Regions from separate parts of the Hordeum vulgare genome. Here all the other regions are linked to region 3. Evidence: chromatin contacts called from public Hi-C data. All regions are on one chromosome and are shown on one strand. Each heading gives the region's core, a stretch centred on a gene start, on an enhancer-like site or on the middle of the called end of the contact. The rest is flanking DNA. Distances are from core to core; before and after follow the strand shown.

Region 1 (3,820 bases), core at 966-3,465, 240 kb before region 3:
CCACCCTTGCAATCTAGCCAATAAACCAAGCAAAAATTAATGTTTATTTAGAGCATCTAGTTGGAATTTTCCTAGGAATTTATTTATCTCACCCTCTAAAAGATGTAAACATTATTTCTCCATTTTAGGCATCACGTGGTGTTGTGCTTCGTGGTTATATTGTTCATCGAGGGACCTCTGCTAACCAACACACAAGACATCATTTGATGAATACATGAGATAATTTACTTAAACATTTTAGTAGCAAGGGAGATTTAGGGAATCTGCTGGTGCATTTGATTTTCTTTTTGCTTTTGAAACATGTTTCACGTGTATTATAAAATTATAAATTTATATTTGAAAGATGTTTATCATGCGTCCAAAAAAATGACAACATATACTTTTATAAATGTTGAACGTGCATTGGAAATGTTATTGTGTAAAACTGTTCTTACATTTCTACAAACACCTTTAAGATATTTTAATATATTTCTAAAATTAATATTATTACACACTAATTTCTAATACACATCAAACAGTTATATTGTCAATTTTTCTGTAATTGTGTATCTCAAAAACATAGTAATACAATGAAGATACACACTAATTGTCCGTGCTTGTGGTCCTGCATGAAGATACATAAATTTACAAAACAATTTTCAATATACGTTGAACTGTCTAAATCCACATAAATTTTTAAAAACGTTCACAATAACCTCTTAAAAGTACACAATAATGAAAATAGAATAGATATTTGAAATACACAATAATGACCTACCGATAATTACTGTATTTTTTATTTGTTAAAATTTACATATCATGAAAACTAAACAAGATCTCAATTTTTTCTATAAAAAATGTGGAAAATGTGTTGAATAAATGCAGAACGATACGTCAAATTGGTGTGTATATATTTCTAGTTAATACTACTATGTATAACTTAGTTTCGCCCGGTGACCAGCATTTTATTGCATTAAGCAGGAAGTCCCAGCTTTAAATTTTCATCTCAATAAAAATAAAAAATTACTCATTCACTTCCAGCCACTGACTCGTGGGCCGCCGACATGGTGGCACGCCACACGGGCAAGGCTTACACCCGAATACGGTATGAGGCACCGTATTTGCACGGTCGAACAAGTTAAAGCACCATTTTCATGTATTTTACAACTTTAGGCATCAAACTGACCGCATATGACAAGTTAAGGCACCCGTGATGTATTTAACTCTTTTAAATTTGTTCATAATATTATTTCTTTACGTTTTACTTTTAAATTTAGTTGATGACATCATGTCCAAACTTATCAATAATGCTATTTCTTCAAATTTGATTTTAGATTTTGGAATTAACAAATAAACTCAACTAAGTTGACTTGGGATCACATCTGATGTTCCAAATTGGTATTCTGAAAAACCCTATCCTCAATCGATTCATTGTTCAACATGTTGTTCGTTGTCTTGGAAGCTCATCGTTCATGGCAAATGACAATTGCTTGTCATGTTAAAATATAGAGCGTGCATCTATGAAGGGTCATGACACATGAGAATGCTTATCATATTAGAGATGTGTGCTTTTTCTTTATTGATTATTTCATTGTGATTTCGAAATGTGGCTCCACAAATAATAAGCTACTCAAGGCATGACCAATGCATAGCCTCACGGGATGACTCGTATGTCGCGAAAAATAGGTTTGAACGAGGAAGCATGAACCATTGCAGCAGACGGGTGCTTAGAAAAAGAAAGTATGATCCCGTATAAAAAGCTAAGAAAAGTTAAGATTGAAAAGTATAGGTGCATGTGTATTAGAGTTTTTATTATTATTTAATAAGTCTTAGTTTGCATTAAGAAAAATAATAATATAAATGCCTTAAACTATATTTTATTATGATATGTAATTATTGTACATACCGTAGTACTCCTACCTTATTTGTGGCAACCCTTTTGAGGCACGAGCATGTACGTTCATGGATAAAGCAGAACTCGCGTTTTTATCCGAAAAGAGACTTCCACTTGCTGATATTCTTACAGGAATGCTTTGGCCTGAGACTGAAGCTGTGGCAGGCTGGCCAAGGACTCCGTGTGCAATTTGCGCAGAGTAGAAGGTAGGCCACGAAAACATCACACGGAGGGCATGACAAGTAAATACAGCGGTCTCGCTTGGGTCCCCTTGCACGCCCATCCCGAGGGAGCGGAGCCTAGCAACAGCGCAGCGCAGCGTCGTGCTTTCAAAATTGGGCTCCATTTACTCCAAAAGCCTGCAGCAAGCAGACAAACAGAGAGAGAGAGACACAGAGAGAGAGAGAGAGAGAGATGGGTTCCATGCCGCTCATCCGTTCCATGGCCTGCATCCTCATCCTCCTGTGCTCGTCGCTCGGGGCAGCGAATGGGATGCATCGTAGAGCCGCCGGCGACGAGGGGGAGGCAGCGGGCAGCAGGGTCGCCGACGGCGCCCGCGGCGGCGCCAGGAGCGCGTGGCCCGGGTACCTCTACACCAGAGCGGTCGGGCGATGCACTCCCCAGTAAGCACTCGCTCCCCACTCCCCAGTTCTTGGATTTGGCTTCCCCTTGCAGAACTAGTAGTACATCTTTGTTTTCTTGATTCTTCTACTAGCACAACATTGGGTGGTCAGTGGTCACCACTCAGTCACTCTACTGTGCTAATTTGGTAGTACTACTTATTCAAGTTAGGTATGGAGTCTTAGGTAGTACTGTGCAGAAACTACGGAGATTGCAACGCGACTGTGACGAACGGTAGCATCTCCCTCTCTCTGAGGGGAGAGGAGTTCCAGTAATGTATGTAATTTTGAGGTTTACATTGTGACTGAAAAAAAGTGGCCACTTTTAGCGTCTGCGTAGATCTAAAAACGTTGGTTTCATCCTAAAAGGTCCAGCGGAATCTGCACTAGGTTGCAAGAATGGTGTGGTCTCTCTCTTGCGAGCCCACACAACCTTTAATCTGCTTTTATGGAATGAAATCCTTTGGCGTACGTGCAAGGCTAAAGCGTTCAATTTACGGTCCATGTAATGTTCCTGACAAGTTTTACAGTATCTTCTAGCTAATATCCAGGGTACATTTTGAGTCACTAGTTGTACCCGTATAGCCTGGGTAGCAGGGAAAAGTTGTCAACAAGCGAGTATTGTGGTACTCCACGATCCACAAGGCAGTTTATTTGAATATACATGGCAGTATTATCTGAATATTGACCTTGCTTCTGCTGAATATGCACACAGTAGTAGTGAATCAGCAAACTATCTTAACTACTGTGGTTCGAGTCCTGTGAACATCAAGAGTTCAAGACAAGTCACGTCCGTTTCATTCATTGCGTTCATGCAATTCCGTTTCGTCCTCGCCACGCTCTGCTTTGTTCAAGCTGTGCTCTTGTGGGTCAATGTGGCCTTTGTGCACTGTGGGGCAAGTGTGCATCCTATCGTGGCTTATGAGCAAACTTAAGCTACTTTCTTTGGTAGGGAAGGAAATATGATGCTCAAAAATCACCACATAGCATGTGGAATGCCCTCGTCTGAATAGAATTTCGAGTTCAGGGTTAACCGGCTCTTTTTACAAGTACTCCTAGTTTCTGAGTAGAGTAACAACACTGCAATGAGCCGTTGCCTTCCTTAATGTGGAACTCTGCATGCAGGTTCTGGAGCAGCGGGGCGGAGCAATGGCCGAACATCGTCCCCCAGGAAGCGGCGGTGTCCAAGGTGTTCGGGTCCAGGTCCATGGACAAGTACGGGCCGCGGCTGACCCTGCTGGAGGCCACGATGAGGACCGACGACGTGGGCAGCCCCTTCGTGAAGCTGGTGAAGCACGGCAGCGCGGCGCTCATCAACGCCTACACG
Region 2 (4,156 bases), core at 1,076-3,575, 160 kb before region 3:
CCTCTCTCGGATGGAGAAAAGGGACTTTTCCTCCGGTTTTTCCAGGCCCCAACACATGTTTTTTCCTTCAGGTTTGTTTTTCATGGCCTGCTCGCCTTTGCGACAAGCCGAGCGTGCAGCACCGGGAAAGAACAGATAGCAAGACAAAAGCCCCGTACGTGCTGCACTGGTTTAACCCTCACATTTCTCCAGAAGATCGATCACATGATGTGATTCGGCAGCTGAGCACACGCGGCGAGTGAGTAATCGATTAGTTCTGATTAACCAAATGAGAAAAGCGGACAGACAGACTCCATTTCAGATAAACTCCATGATAGTACAGAGAATGCATCGGTTCCGATCACTGAACACTGATCTCTCATCATCATCCTTCTATACAACAAGGTAAATGACTAACCAAAATGGATCGAAGAAAGCTACCCGGCGCATGATCAGCGTTCTTGCTGGCTGGCTACTGGTTTCCTCCACGGGGCGGGCCGGAAACTCTTTCCTGTTAGCAATCCCTCCGATGCAGCGAAGATGGCGCACGCAGATGTAGAGAGAGAGAGAAAAAGAACGATCAAATCATCTCATCAGGAGCCTAAATCTGTGGCAAGTCTAGCGCGCCGTCATGGTTGTTGTTGTCGTCGCTGCCGCTGCCGCTGCCGCCGCCGCCCTCCATGAACAGTCTGAGCCAGTAGTCCATGTCGCCGTCGGGCTTGCCAAACGCGTCGTGGGGCTCCATGCAGACGTCGTTGAGGTCGTCCAGCGGCATGGACAGCGTCTCCGACCAGAAGCTCTCGTCGATCTGGAACTCCTCCGACTCCTCGGACGAGGTGAAGCACTCCTCCTTGACGGACGCGGACGCGGACGCGGAGCTGCTCCCCGAGTTGCCGTGCTGCTCCGCCGCCGCCGAGGCGGTCGACGTCGACTCGGTGACCGTGGATGAGACGGAGCGCTCGGGCGAGGACACGGGCGCCGCCGCCGCCGCCCTGGCGGTCAGCGCGTTGAGGTTCCTCATCTTGACCTTGCCGTCGCGCTTCCTCGGCGCCGCCGCCGCCGCCGGCTTCTTGCGCTTCTTGGCGACGCCGGCCTCCTCGTGCTGCTCCTGCGCGCTGGGGTCGAGCCGCTTCTTGAGGTGGGTGTGCCACACGTTCTTGATCTCGTTGTCCGTCCTCCCCGGCAGCCTGGCGGCAATCGCGGACCATCTGCGCGCAAGCAAACAACAACACGGATCGAATCCAATCAGCGCGTAGTTCTTGACAGATTGACAAGATGAATTCGGCGACGTTTAATAAATCCGATCGCGACGTGATCTGAAACCGCAGCGCCGCCCCTAGTTTAATGCCGGCACTGAAATCAAGAAGGCGCCCGTGGCCGGAGCGGCCAAACAAGACGGAATCTTTCAAGATCTCGCGCATCACCGGTGATGCAATTAGCCATAATACTATAACAAAGGTGGCCTACACTACTATACGATGCACTTGAGATTTTTATCTTTGTAGTATAATATATATATATATGTGTGTGCGCGCGCGCGCGCGGAGGTGGGACCCGTGATGATAACATATTGTAATTCGGCCCCGAAAAGAAAAGGGGAATAAACCTGTCTGTTTTGCAATTGAAGCAAAGCAACAATGATTGCCACCATTTTTGCGGAACAGTGAAGATGTGATGGAGGAGGAAGACGACAAGGGGTAAAGGGTGGGGAGGGGGGGAGGGGCACCTGTTGCCGAGCAGCTGGTGCAGCTGGATGATTGACTGCTCCTCCTCGTCGGAGAAGTTGCCGCGCTTGATGTCCGGCCGCAGGTAGTTGATCCACCGGAGCCGGCAGCTCTTGCCGCACCGCAGAAGCCCTGAAACCAGCACAGATCTTTAGCGCCGCCGCGCGCGCGAGAGAGAGAGAGAGAGAGAGAGAGAAGAAAGGACGCCTGAGATGCGTTTGATATATGGACGGACGGCGGGACTCACCGGCTTGCTTGGGCAGCGCGCGCCAGTTGCCGTGGCCGTGGCTGTGGATGTGTGCGACCAGGATCTTGTCCTCCTCCGGCGTCCAGGGCCCCCTCTTCAGGCCCATCTTCTCGCAGCACGGCGCCCTCCCCATCTTCTCGATCCGGATGCGTGCGCGCGTGCGTGCTGGATGCGCGAGTCCCCTCTGTGCCTGTCTTTGACTCTTTGGGGGAGAAGAGAAGAAGGGAGCACGGGCACGGCTAGCCTGGCCGGGGTGCCTGTGGATGCCGCGGAGTAATGGCGGAGTCGCGGGGGGTGTCCGGGTATTTAATGCCCGGCTGTGGGGGCGCCCTGCTCTGCTCTGCTGAAACGTTTTTCAGAGGCCCAATTCTGGTTTCTCGTGTTGTGCCATGGCAACTTCGCCGAAGGAACCCACCAAAGGTGGCCGTGGCTAAACTAAACTAGACCAGCATGAGGCGCAATTGTTCCTCCACTCTCCCGTTTACTGTGATTTTTTAGACTACTTTTACTCTCTATACTTTTCTTCCGTTTCATTCGCTTTGGAGGGGGTGGTGTCTACTCCTGATACTAAGAAAGTTGTGATGGTGGAAATCTGGGAGGATGCGCCGGAAGATTTTCAGGAAAAGATTTACTTGCTCCATGAATGGTCAATGCTCAGGGTATGCTACATCGGTGAATCAACGTCATGATGCAGATACGGCCGTATTTAGGAGTGGCGGATTTTGACCGATAGTAAATGCGTTGCGTATCAATCCTCAACCTCGACGTGGATTATCATGTTATTTGTGAATACTATACTGCTATCCGATGGTGACTTCACGAATCGGGAGGCGCGATCGTAACGGAGATGAACTCTCTCGCGTTGACTGTTGTTGTGTAGTATACTTGTGAGTGTGTGTGTGTCGACCACTCTACCGGCTTGCTAGCTGCGGTACTTGTACGCATCTTGCGCAAGTGTGACATTTCACCCCCAAAATTTACACGTGGTTGTGTTTTATTGCCAATGAAATACGCATGGTTCTTTTATGGCAATGACGTGTCGAATATGATTTGTGGTAATTTTAGTAAATCATCTTTTTCATTCATTGGGAATATTAATGTCTGGGATTCATAAAGATGGGACAATTACTAGATTACGAGTCTGAAAACCATAGAAATGAAATAGTACAATGAAAAAAAAAAACACATTGCTAAGTGGGTACAAATGTTTTTTTCTTCTAACATGTTGAGAGTAAACATTGGGAGCAAAAGGTTCAAGTTAGAACTTATAATTACACATGAGGTTAGATTGAAGCAAATGGTTCAATTGTTTGTAGAGCATAAGTTGTAGATAGATAGAAGAATTTGCATCATTTTGTTTCGTGTCTTCACCATTATTATTATGGGTTTTTTATTTCACCATTTTTTTTGCTAGAAACCCTCATAACTGGACACAACGGACGTTGCCGTCGGGTCAAAGGCTTGACCGTTAACTCTGACTAATGAGGCCACGCTGGACTGTGTCGTCCGTTCGACCTGACAAGTGGGGCCGCGTTGGGTGGTGTCGGTGTTCAACCGTTGGGTCGTCCCTTGCATTAAACGTATGCGCGCGCCGCGAGGACAGAAGCCAGCTATGCATGCACCCAGCAAACCTTGCGTGCATTCGTCGATCGAGCCTGCATGCGCCGATGCCACGATCCCACGACGCGCCGACCGAACCTGCATGCGCCGATGCGTCCGCCACGATGCACTGACCGAGCAGCTTTCTTGCACGCTAGCCGCCACGGATGGATGGTCACTGTCGTTGGTTCCTCTCTTCTAGCTAGGTGGCTACATATTTGTGGCTTGTGTAAAAAAAGAGCCACTCCCTTGCTTAGTTGTACTCATTCATCCCTACTAACAAAGCTTGCTTGCATGCACTAGGTGGTTACTAACAAGGGAACCCTACTAACAAGCCGAGCTCTCTAAGAAAATAATCAACAAATATGTAGTCCCAATATGTAGATGGGTTCCCTATGTAGATAGGGCCAACAAGCCCATAGCACGATCACATAGCTCAAACTAGGAAGAACTTAATAATAGAATAGATAGAAAACTTAATAATAGAATTTAAGAAAAGGGCCAACAAGCCCATAGCAACTCCAACATACTTCAATTACAACTTAACATAACATAGGCTAAAAAAAGATAGAGGGTTGAGAACCCTAGCCGCCGCCTTCTACCCTTG
Region 3 (4,376 bases), core at 332-2,831:
GAATCAACCAACTTATCATGTGCCATCCTGTTATCCTGGACAAGTTTAACCTACAGGAAAATAGGAGCCATAACTTATACAATAACAGAGAATTTACACTCAACTATACAATTAACATGAAAGTAACGTTCCAGTACTTTTACTAGAGAATTATGCTTACTCATACTGAGATTTTTAGTTATCTAGGTAAGCAGTATACATTTCGAGGCCAATTGCTGCTTGTGAAAGCTTACATTAGTAAATCTACGAAGTGCAAGAAGAGGATAAAAGTTGTCGCTGGTGCAGAAACTCAAACAACAATTTTCAAGGTTGCTAGTCCATTTGTATTATTAGAACAAAGGGTCATACGAATATACGATGTATAACATGTCCCATCAATTACACAATCACGCGGCAAGGGTATGTCATTGTATTCAAAATGGAAATAGAGATTTTTGGATTGAGATGGATGATTCATGATTGTGCTTGGAGTTACGAGTGTTTAAACTCGACTTCTCATCTCATATGTGATGTGCCAGTTGTATTACAACCTTGTTGAAGATCTGGTGATTCTACCTGAAGAGTTTTTTCTTTTTTTTGAACTTTTCACCGGGGGAGGAGGGGAAAGCCCCTCAACCACCTGAATATATTACGTAAAGGAAATCTACCTGAAGAGTTAAATGAATAGATATCGCTGTTAAGAACAACCGAGATCTTCTCTGCCCTGTCCTCTCACTTGACCCAGGGAGAGGCTGCATCCCACCTTTGGTAGCTCTTTAGGTTTTCCACTAATTAGCGATATTTAATAAAATGGAATAAATTCTTCACGATAGATTCTTTGAAAAGATAACCCTTACCCCTGGGTAAACATAGAAAGCAAATTGAAATAACACTCAGGACAAAGATGAACTAGTGCTACAAATTAGATACTGTGCTATTGTATAAACTGAAGCATCCTAGCAGTGTAGTTATCGTTTATACTACCTTCTTCGAGCGAGTTAGCTCCAAGATTCATTGTTTATCTGGGCACTGCTGAAATTGCAGTAGGTCGATAATAACTGTTTAAAGTTCAGAAGTGACAACAAGGTCGAACAGGCACATTGCTATTCTCACACCAAGTCAATTTTACCATTTGAGATGCCAGATAAAACTAGAAATCACAAGGGGAAAATGTACTCCTAGAAGGCTTACAGATACGCCCCCGCCCCCGCCGGCGTCGAAGCTGCAGAGCCGCGAGACGGACTCTGAAATCTCCACCCAGGACTCCGGCTTCCGGGGCGTCTCCATCCCGGCCGGTTTGTCGCCGCCTCCGCGAATTTTCTCCTGCGGAAGATAAGAGAGGAAATCAACCGGGGGGGAACTGCGGCGCATGGGGAGTAGGGATAAATGATTGCGAGGTAAGGTTGCCGCGCTTACGAGTATGTCCATGGGGGCGCGACGCCGTGAGGACTCGCCTCGTCTTCCTCCTTTGGGCCGGCCGGTTAGACCGAGACGGCGGCCGGCTGCCGGCGGCGAGGCGGCAGCGGGAAGGGATGTGGGTTAGCCGGTCGCTGAGGGCGGGGACTCCAACTCCTCTTCGGTCGCATGCGTCGCCGTGTGAGTTTTTCTTGTTCTTCAGAGGAGGCCGTGAACTGCTTCTGCAGCGAAAGCGGGCCGAATGGGCTGGGAGGCCGAGCCTGATGGCCCAGCTATGGCCCACTAAGGCTCGTTTCCTCGATCCAGCATCGACGACCGCCGTATGAGCCGCCCTGACAAGTCCAAACCGGATGAACTCATTTGACTGACCGAACACATCTCCATCACCATCGCCATGGGAAGATCACAATAGCACCGGACAAGCCAGAGAGCCGATCCCGAGCAGCTCCGCTCCGAAGGCGAGATCCCGCGCGGGCCGAAGGCGAGGCCCCGATGGGATCGTCGCCGTCCGGGCTGCCCCTGCTGGCCGCCCTCGTCGCGGCGGCGCTGCTCGCCGGCGCGGCCGCGGCCGCGGCGACGGAGGAGGCATACGTCACGCTGCTCTACGGCGACGAGTTCGTCCTCGGCGTGCGCGTCCTGGGCAAGTCCATCCGCGACACCGGCACGCGGCGCGACATGGTCGTGCTCGTCTCCGACGGCGTCTCCGAGTACTCGCGGGGGCTCCTCGAGGTTTGCGGAATGATAAACCCACCCCCACCAATTTACCGGTAGCTTAAGTGTGCTTCCGTGAAGTAGTAGCAGCTTTGGCTCAGAGCTGCGTGGGGTTCAAGTTAAAATTTTGTTGAAACTGAGAGGCAGGAGGAGTTTATGGGTGCTCGTTGCGATCTCAGCGCACAAAATGCATCATGGGTTCTGATAGATTCGTGCAGAATGGTTTGGACCTGGATGAAAGTTTTTTCATTATAGACTGTATTAGTTCAGAAGATTCCTCAAGAAATCACCTGAGAAGATGCCACACAACAATGAACATTATTTGTTAATCTTTTTACCTGCAAAGTTGCTTCCATGTATGTTCCAAACGAATCCGTATTGAATCTAACATTAGATACATTCTAGGCTGATGGTTGGATCGTGAATCGTATAACTTTACTGGCTAATCCTAACCAAGTGAGACCAACGAGGTTTTGGGGTGTCTACACAAAGCTAAAGATATTCAACATGACAAGCTACAAAAAAGGTAAGTTTGGGTAATAATTTAAGCAATTTTGCTTCTTTATTTCCGCCATCAAGTCCATCTGTTTCAAAATGATAATTATATTACTAAACTCTACTCTGAACTGAATGAGCAGGGCTACAGCCATCTATTTTGAAACAACAATAATATTTTTTGTTCTTCAAAAGTATTTATTTTTCTGACATCTCTTTCGTCTCATAATTTTGTGTTACTATTCTAAAAGGTTGTTGTTCTCCCAGTTGTTTATCTTGATGCAGATACTGTAGTTGTAAAAAGTATCGAGGATGTTTTCAAGTGTGGGAAGTTCTGTGGGAACTTGAAGCATTCTGAAAGAATGAATTCTGGAGTGATGGTTGTGGAGCCATCTGAAACTGTTTTCAAGGATATGATTAGCCAAGTAGACCGATTGCCTTCCTACACTGGAGGTCAATGCACTTCTTTTCCTATTATATTCAGGCAATTGTTTGGAGAACACAAGCCGATTGGCTGTGAACAGTTTGCTCGCAACTATTAAATTTTGGTGCATGCTAGTCAATATAATAAAAGAATTCTTGTGCAATAAACTTGAAACCCACCGTGTTTACGTAAATGGAAGAGACTAATTATATAAGATTTTTTTTTCATACGGGTTAAGTTTTTAGAGACTTTGCTCTCACACTTTCAAAATGTAAAGTAAACAATTATTCTCTTCAGTGTGTTAATTTTCATAGACTTGACATGTTAGTGCATGTAGACAGAAGTTATTTCATAATAGACAGTTGCACATCCACCACCTTGCAATCACACCTGAAAATTTTCAGCCCTCAGCTCTCTTTGGCCTGTTTTGACCAGCGTTTGTGATGATTTGTTAGTCTTTTGCATGCATTGTCAGGTCCTCTTTTCAAGTTTAGAGTGGCAACACCAGGGCAATCCTCCCATCCTCTGCAAAAAATCCCAACTTGCAGTTCATACACACCATCAATACTTTCAGGTGTTAACAGCTTGTGGCTGCAGAACCTGCTCGTAGAGTAGACACATCTTCTTATGATTCCTCGTCATGCTCAATGTCATGGACACTACTACCTCCCTCAACCCCCTCAATATCAAAACCTGTTCCCTTGCTGGGTATGTTCAAGATAGAGGAGGGCCATACGATAATCGTGGAAAATAATCTATGGAAACTTATTCCAACAGTATATATTTGCAACAGCTCGACACTTCCATGGTTTTGGGAGGATATATATGATGCCGAGTTGGAAGTTATTTTGGTCCTTTGATGATTATATTTAGCATTGTTGTTGATTTTATACGCTGTACTTAATAGGGATGTTGAATTAATCAATGCAGGGGATCAAGGTTTTCTTAATTCGTATTATGCTGATTTTGCTAACTCCCGCGTATATGAGCCAGACTCACCTTTAACACCTGAACCAGAGACACAGCGCCTTTCTACCTTGTATAATGCTGATGTTGGTCTTTACATGCTAGCTAACAAGGTAATATTCTTTATGTGCACTGATAATGCCTAACATGTTGGTATTTATCTGACTAAATTATGACCTTTTTGCAAACTTGATACTGCATGTGCCTCATCTTATGTTCTATGTAAAAAACTTATGCCATTTAACACTGTGTTCCATGTTATTTAAACCTTGTCCCTGCAAAGAAATAGATTCCAGTAAGGTATGCAAGTCCTGTTTTAGTATTTTGAATGTATGGAAGAAGGTCACCGATATCATAAAAGACAATTTTGTTCTTATACCCATTT

The links. A called contact is a pair of places that touch in the nucleus more often than the background predicts.
Region 1: a contact with region 3 is called in a Hi-C map of seedling, with 4 times the contacts expected there. The contact joins the promoter of LOC123427244 here to the promoter of LOC123427247 in region 3. A contact is called at or near these places in 2 of 6 Hi-C or Micro-C datasets (leaf and seedling).
Region 2: a contact with region 3 is called in a Hi-C map of seedling, with 3 times the contacts expected there. The contact joins the promoter of LOC123427245 here to the promoter of LOC123427247 in region 3. A contact is called at or near these places in 5 of 6 Hi-C or Micro-C datasets (leaf, seedling and an unstated tissue) and 1 of 1 datasets of contacts at active chromatin or transcription factors (embryo).

The regions. Positions count from the first base shown.
Region 1 is chr2H:559,581,504-559,585,323 of MorexV3_pseudomolecules_assembly, forward strand. It overlaps LOC123427244, which reads left to right and starts at 2,216. Exons shown (of 2, transcript XM_045111242.1): 1 at 2,216-2,496; 2 at 3,619-3,820. The coding sequence starts at 2,288.
Region 2 is chr2H:559,661,683-559,665,838 of MorexV3_pseudomolecules_assembly, forward strand. LOC123427245 (transcription factor MYB4-like) reads right to left here and starts at 2,326. Exons shown (of 3, transcript XM_045111245.1): 1 at 1,951-2,326; 2 at 1,706-1,835; 3 at 270-1,187. The coding sequence starts at 2,083. The coding sequence ends at 581.
Region 3 is chr2H:559,827,050-559,831,425 of MorexV3_pseudomolecules_assembly, forward strand. LOC123427247 (protein root UVB sensitive 2, chloroplastic) reads right to left here and starts at 1,582. Exons shown (of 10, transcript XM_045111247.1): 1 at 1,396-1,582; 2 at 1,171-1,302; 3 at 1-50. The coding sequence starts at 1,407. It overlaps LOC123427246 (inositol phosphorylceramide glucuronosyltransferase 1-like), which reads left to right and starts at 1,753. Exons shown (of 10, transcript XM_045111246.1): 1 at 1,753-2,124; 2 at 2,512-2,632; 3 at 2,869-3,054; 4 at 3,956-4,104. The coding sequence starts at 1,888.